Regions from separate parts of the Mus musculus genome. Here region 1 is linked to region 2. A link is a contact called in public promoter capture Hi-C data. All regions are on one chromosome and are shown on one strand. The core of a region is the stretch at or near the end of the contact, and the rest is flanking DNA. Distances in the headings are between cores, read along the strand shown. Region 1 overlaps Plekha5 (pleckstrin homology domain containing, family A member 5). Region 2 holds the start of Pik3c2g (phosphatidylinositol-4-phosphate 3-kinase catalytic subunit type 2 gamma).

Region 1 (2,700 bases), core at 67-2,566, 850 kb before region 2:
GGCTGCACTTCACAGGGCCCCGCTCTCCAGCTGTGTATTAGGTACTGAGTTTCTTTCTTGACCTGGCCAGGGCTCAATAATCCCTGAATATACCTGTATTTAACTCAATGACAGGACACATCTCTGGTTTCAGCTTTTTCTGTTGTATTTAACCAGAGAACAATGAATTGTGAACAAAGTGTAACACAGAGATAGGAGCCACACCCATCTTTCTGTGCACACTCCATCCCAAGCCCGTGGAGTGCCAGCAGCACCCTCCCCACACTTTCCTAAAAGGCACACAGCACACGATGAGATGGTAACTTGGGCAGTAGACAGCTCTTAGGGTTGAAGGTGAGTGTTCACAATTTTTAAAACCCAACCATGACACACCACGTCACACAAAGCACGTCACAACCTGAGTTGCTGTAAGGAAGGTTCTGCTGGTTTGCAAAGCTTGCATCCCCACAGTCGGCCCATCAAGGCAGGCCTGCCATTAGTCACACATAAGCTGATGATGGGCACTGCTCGAGTCAGAGGCATTGATGATGGAACAAACGCCCACCACAGCAAAGGCAAAATCCATACTTTCTGAGAAGTCACTAATTATTACTTTCTGAGTTAAACATGCACCTGCAAGTTACAATGGATGAAAGCACACTAGCACCATTTGGCACAGGTCTGATTGTTCCCCACTGCCAACTGAAATGTACCATGGAGGCAACAACGGAGGCATGGCAGAGTTCGGGCTCAGTGACTGCTGAGTGCTTTCAAAAGACGACATTATCAAACACCACCAAAAGTTAAGTGCAAAGCTTCTTCCTTAGGGCCACCGAATGATAATCGTTCTCTAAGTAGTCAACAGAGACCAACTAACCAGCTAATGAATAGCTGGTCCCTGAGAGCCAATGCTTCTCTTCTGGTGCTGGACGAAGGCTGGGCCTCTCTACACTTGTGCTCTTCAGTCCCTGTATCGCCATGAAGTCTCCTTCTGTCAAACTGGACTGTGGGTGAGTTTTCAGGCTTCACTCATGGAGAACAAATCACTTTGCATCTGAGGAATTATTCCTGAGCTGCAATGGCTATGTGTATTCATTTTACACTTTGAAAATCTGTGAGAAAATAATTGTCTCAAACTCAAATTTCATGTAGGTGGGGAAAAAAAAATCGCTGCTATAGCAACTGTAGGTTCTGTTTATGGGAATGAAAGGTGAAAAATTTACATTTCTAACACTTAAAAATTAAATATCTGATTTGTGATGGCTGAGAATGCACTGGGCCTCTCAGCAGACAATGCATGGTGCTGTGTACATGGTCGGGCGGATCACTGGGAGTCACACATCTCACTTGAGGCTACAGCAGGCCTACTCTTCTTCTGCCTCATGTTCCTTGGAGTCAGTCACGGAACACAGCAGCTTCCAACAGCGACTTTGCATTTCTGAGGTCTTATTGCTAATGCGAAGCATTCCTGTGGAAGGGCTGGTGCTAGCATCAGTCTCGCTTCATCCTTACTTGTGCCTGGCTCCAAGAAAGGAGCATACTTTTCTGTGAAGACCATTTTCTTCTTCTAATGGGTAGGGGCTGAAAACCCCTGGGGAAACAGGAAGTTTAGTAAATGTGACAAACTGCTATGAGCTAGAGAGGAAATCAGCAGCCACCTTGGCTATAATTTTCTCCTTCTTTTGCCCAGGTACAAAGAGCCCTGCAAGATGCAGGGAAGAACAACGGACCAGCACTCAACCCCAAAGCCTGCGGCCCATTCAACATGTCTACAGATGCCACGCCTCGAGAACACCACCTGAGAGAATGGTGGTTGGTGTGCGGGGCTTCTAGAGGGTCTGTGTTCATGACCCACAGCACTGGGAAGGAACTGTGCCTCACACACCTGCATGTGCTAGTGAGCCACGGTGGCCTGTTTGGTCTTGAGCAGTTATGGTCTGGTTCCTAGTTACGGGTTTCATCTGCACTGCTGTAGTTGCAGAACAATTTCCTTTGTGGTGATGCAGGAGGAATGGGGCCAAGCACGCACTTACAACGAGCTCTGCTACTAAGTGACGCTCCAAGGCCTGAGCAACCTCCCATTTTTCATCGACCAAACTTCTAGAAGTGACCATTGGAATCTGCCTAGTGGCTGTTTTCTGAACACTGCATTGTGTTACTTGGGTGTAACTTGCCTCGTATGATCTGCAAATATGTTCCCCAAGACTATTTTCTTTCTCTTCTCTTTTTCTAAAGGTCTTATTTTTATTTATATGGGTAATTTGTCAGCATCTGCATCTGCACACCAGAAGAGGGCGTCAGATCCTAAGGGGTTATAGTTACAGTCAGTTCTGAGTTTCCAGGTGGGTGCTAAGAATTGAACTCAGGACTCCTGGAAGAAGAGCCAGTGCTCTTAACTGCTGAGCCATCTCTCCAGCCCTCTCTTTTACAATGTAAAACACCATTAATTTTGACAATTTCAACTTATTTTTCCTATGTCTGCACTATACTTTGGGTATCATTTCTTTTTCCATTAATTTCATAGCTTTAGTTTTCATTATAGGACTTTACAAATTGTTTATTTCATCCCTTCAGTTCATCTCTGCCCTCGTTCTTCCATCTGTCCATTTTCAGTAGCTTCCTTTCCACTTCCATACACATCTTTTCCAAACACATCTTGTTCCTCTCACATAGTCTCCTATAAAGTTTCATGGTCTATTTTGGCATCATTTCTAAGAAATC
Region 2 (2,700 bases), core at 131-2,630:
TATCATTGAACTGGCAATATAAAGATAGCCTTCAGCTCTTGTGTACAGGCTCTGAGAGATGATCTACCAGTATGCCTTTTTTTTTAGGCCAGCCGGGAGCCAGGGAGCATATCTGTATCCTGAGAGCTCTAGAGACAGGCCTGTTGCAACTGCTTAGTGCTTACACATAACCGGATAGAACCAGCAATACTTTACCTATTGTCAGACAAGCCTGTCCTAGAGAGAATCTCAGGACAAGGAGAGTTTGAAGCAGTTGAGGTAACTGTTTCCATATGGACAACAAGCAGGCATAGCCCTCCCCTCATACTTGTGTTATCAAATCTGCTTGCAATAGATGAGGGAACTTGAGAATTTATTTTCAACAACTTGCTTGATGTCCAGAGATTTCTTTTACACAAAAACTGTTTGTGTAAGCAAGAGGGTTAGTCAAAGAAGACACAACCTGCATAGCCTCAACAGCACAGAGTTCTAGACAGGACTGGGACATATTGCAAACTGTTGTTTTCCAATCAGAGGGTATTGATTTTGCAAAGCCACAAGGAAAACTGTGGCGGAGGACACACAGGAGCTGATGAGACAGAGGAGGTGCAAAGCTCAGAAGGAGAAAGCTGAAGCAAATGAAGGAGCAAACAATATGTCAACAGCAAGCTGCCCTTGGTGCTGAGTTATTGAGTAAAAACCACCTACACAGTTTCAAACACCCTAGGAGAGTTAGTGTCTTCAGATGTTGACAGCAATACAATGTGCAAGAAAATGGAGATCTGAGATATGATATATTTAAGGGAAGAAAATTGACCTAGAACCTAAAAGGATAATTAAAACTTCCCACCTTGTCATGGCTAGGGAAGACATGTTATTTATAAACTCCTGGGGAATGACTTTTGGGCAATCAAAATGACTGATACATCAATGTAAGTACAGCTAGGAAGATGCAAGCTCCTCTTCTGTTAGCAATAGCAGTTGTATAGATTTTGAAGCTACACAAATAGAGGGTTTGTATTGTCTCATGTTTTGGCAAATGTGAGAATAAGGCCTGTATCTGGTAATGGTCTTCCCTCAGGGAAAAGCCCTAGAGCAAAAGAGGATAAGAAAAGGTGTGTGTGTGTGTGTGTGTGTGTGTGTGTGTGTGTGTGTGTGTGTGCAAGTGTGCACATGTATGTGTGTCCCTTCACATAAATCCACCAGGGGCCAAGATAATAACAGTTAATCTTCACTTTCTGAAGTCCCCACTTTCACCACCACAGTCATATCAACTTTATACCCATACAATAAATAACTCACAGTAGGAAATACATTTTAATAGATGAACTCTGAGGTCGTATCAGACACAAAACACACATGCAAATCACAGCCATGACCACTAAATACATTCATGTGTTTCTAGACAACTTAGATGCTTAGATATTTTAACTGTGCTTCCATACGGCTGCCCTCTCTGACACTGTTGATGCAACTGAGATTCATTTAGTGGGGGAAATAGAGACTTTACCATTTTGAAGCCTTTAATAATCGTGAATGATCCTATTTGTTGTTGTTATCCTCAGCTTATTATTTTATGTGATATCAGATAAAACTGCCAAATGGTCTTAGAATCCCTCATATCCATGACAGTTAATATTCTCTGAAGTGAAAAATTAGACCTGAACTTATCATGGTGAATTTATGCAGTGAACAAGTCCCTATGCTTTATCTCCCTGCCTACGCATTCAGAGTCACAGTTTTCCCTTAAATAGGACATAAAACGCACTACAAATAGGACACATATCAGTAGCAATGAGAATTGTTAATATCTAGAAGGCAGGGCTGGGGGCCATGAGACGGTTCAGCAGTTGCTGCCAAGGCTGAGGGCCTGAGTTCAATCCCTGTGACTTACAGGGTAGAAAGAGAGAACAGACTAGCACAAGTTGTCCTCTGACTTCCACACACTTGCTGTGGTGTGCATGCACGCATTCATGTGTATACACATATACATGATCAACAAATAAATGCAATTAAAATATTATTTTCAAAAAGAGCAAAATCCATATCACTTGGGAGATAAGCTGATATCAGGGTAAATGTTGCAAGAAGTAAGCTGGGATATACCATAATTCTGTGAGTGAAGAATGTAATGAAGGATTAAAGGGTGCTCTTTAACTGAAATAGATTCTTCCCCATTTTGAGGCACAACTGTAACAATAGAAAATGAGTTACATATGCCAGATATGTTTAAATCCATGGGTTGATAACGATAAATATATGTAATTAGTTAACTGTCATTGAAAACTCTAATATTTTAAGACCTCACATGTTTTTATATCTCTTTTTTTTCCTCTTTCTCTCACTCTTCTAAAATCCGTATCTCAGGCTGGCCTTGAACTCATGGCAATCCTATTGCCTCTGCTTTTCAAGCTCTGAAACTATAAGTAGGAGCTACCACAACAGGGCAAAGTTGGAATGTGAAATAAAAATGCTGACCCACAGGCAACTGCAAGCAAAAGTTCGTGGTAGACTTGGAAGACATGATAAGATGTCAGCATGTATACAGACATGTGCATAAGGGTGTCACAAGACTCCAGAGAGAGGGCTGTTACACTGTCTCATTGGACTGTAACAATGGGATGCAGGAATGTGGGCTTGCCTCCTATTCCTTGCTTTGGATACAGGTCTTGATTTTCTTTTAAATGAACAGGTGCCCAAGAAAACCTCAGTCGCCCCTTA

Evidence for each region. Promoter capture Hi-C pulls out the DNA fragments that hold promoters and counts their contacts.
Region 1: a contact with region 2 is called in a promoter capture Hi-C map of hippocampal neurons, with 6 times the contacts expected there. The contact joins the enhancer-like site here to the promoter of Pik3c2g in region 2. A contact is called at or near these places in 8 of 39 promoter capture datasets (the 3T3-L1 cell line, 3T3-L1-derived adipocytes, cranial neural crest and 5 more) and 1 of 9 other capture datasets (embryonic stem cells).

What each region holds. Positions count from the first base shown.
Region 1 is chr6:140,463,682-140,466,381 of GRCm38.p6, reverse strand. The region is part of intron 3 of Plekha5 (pleckstrin homology domain containing, family A member 5); the gene reads right to left. Among named protein-coding and RNA genes, the nearest start is that of Plekha5, 41 kb to the right of the region's middle. Within about 2 kb of position 1,316, at least 70 of the 459 cell types and tissues checked have an H3K27ac peak or open chromatin away from gene starts, as enhancers often do. A contact at or near this core is called in hippocampal neurons, where this site is marked.
Region 2 is chr6:139,612,752-139,615,451 of GRCm38.p6, reverse strand. It overlaps Pik3c2g (phosphatidylinositol-4-phosphate 3-kinase catalytic subunit type 2 gamma), which reads right to left and starts at 1,380. Exons shown (of 34, transcript NM_207683.3): 1 at 1,369-1,380.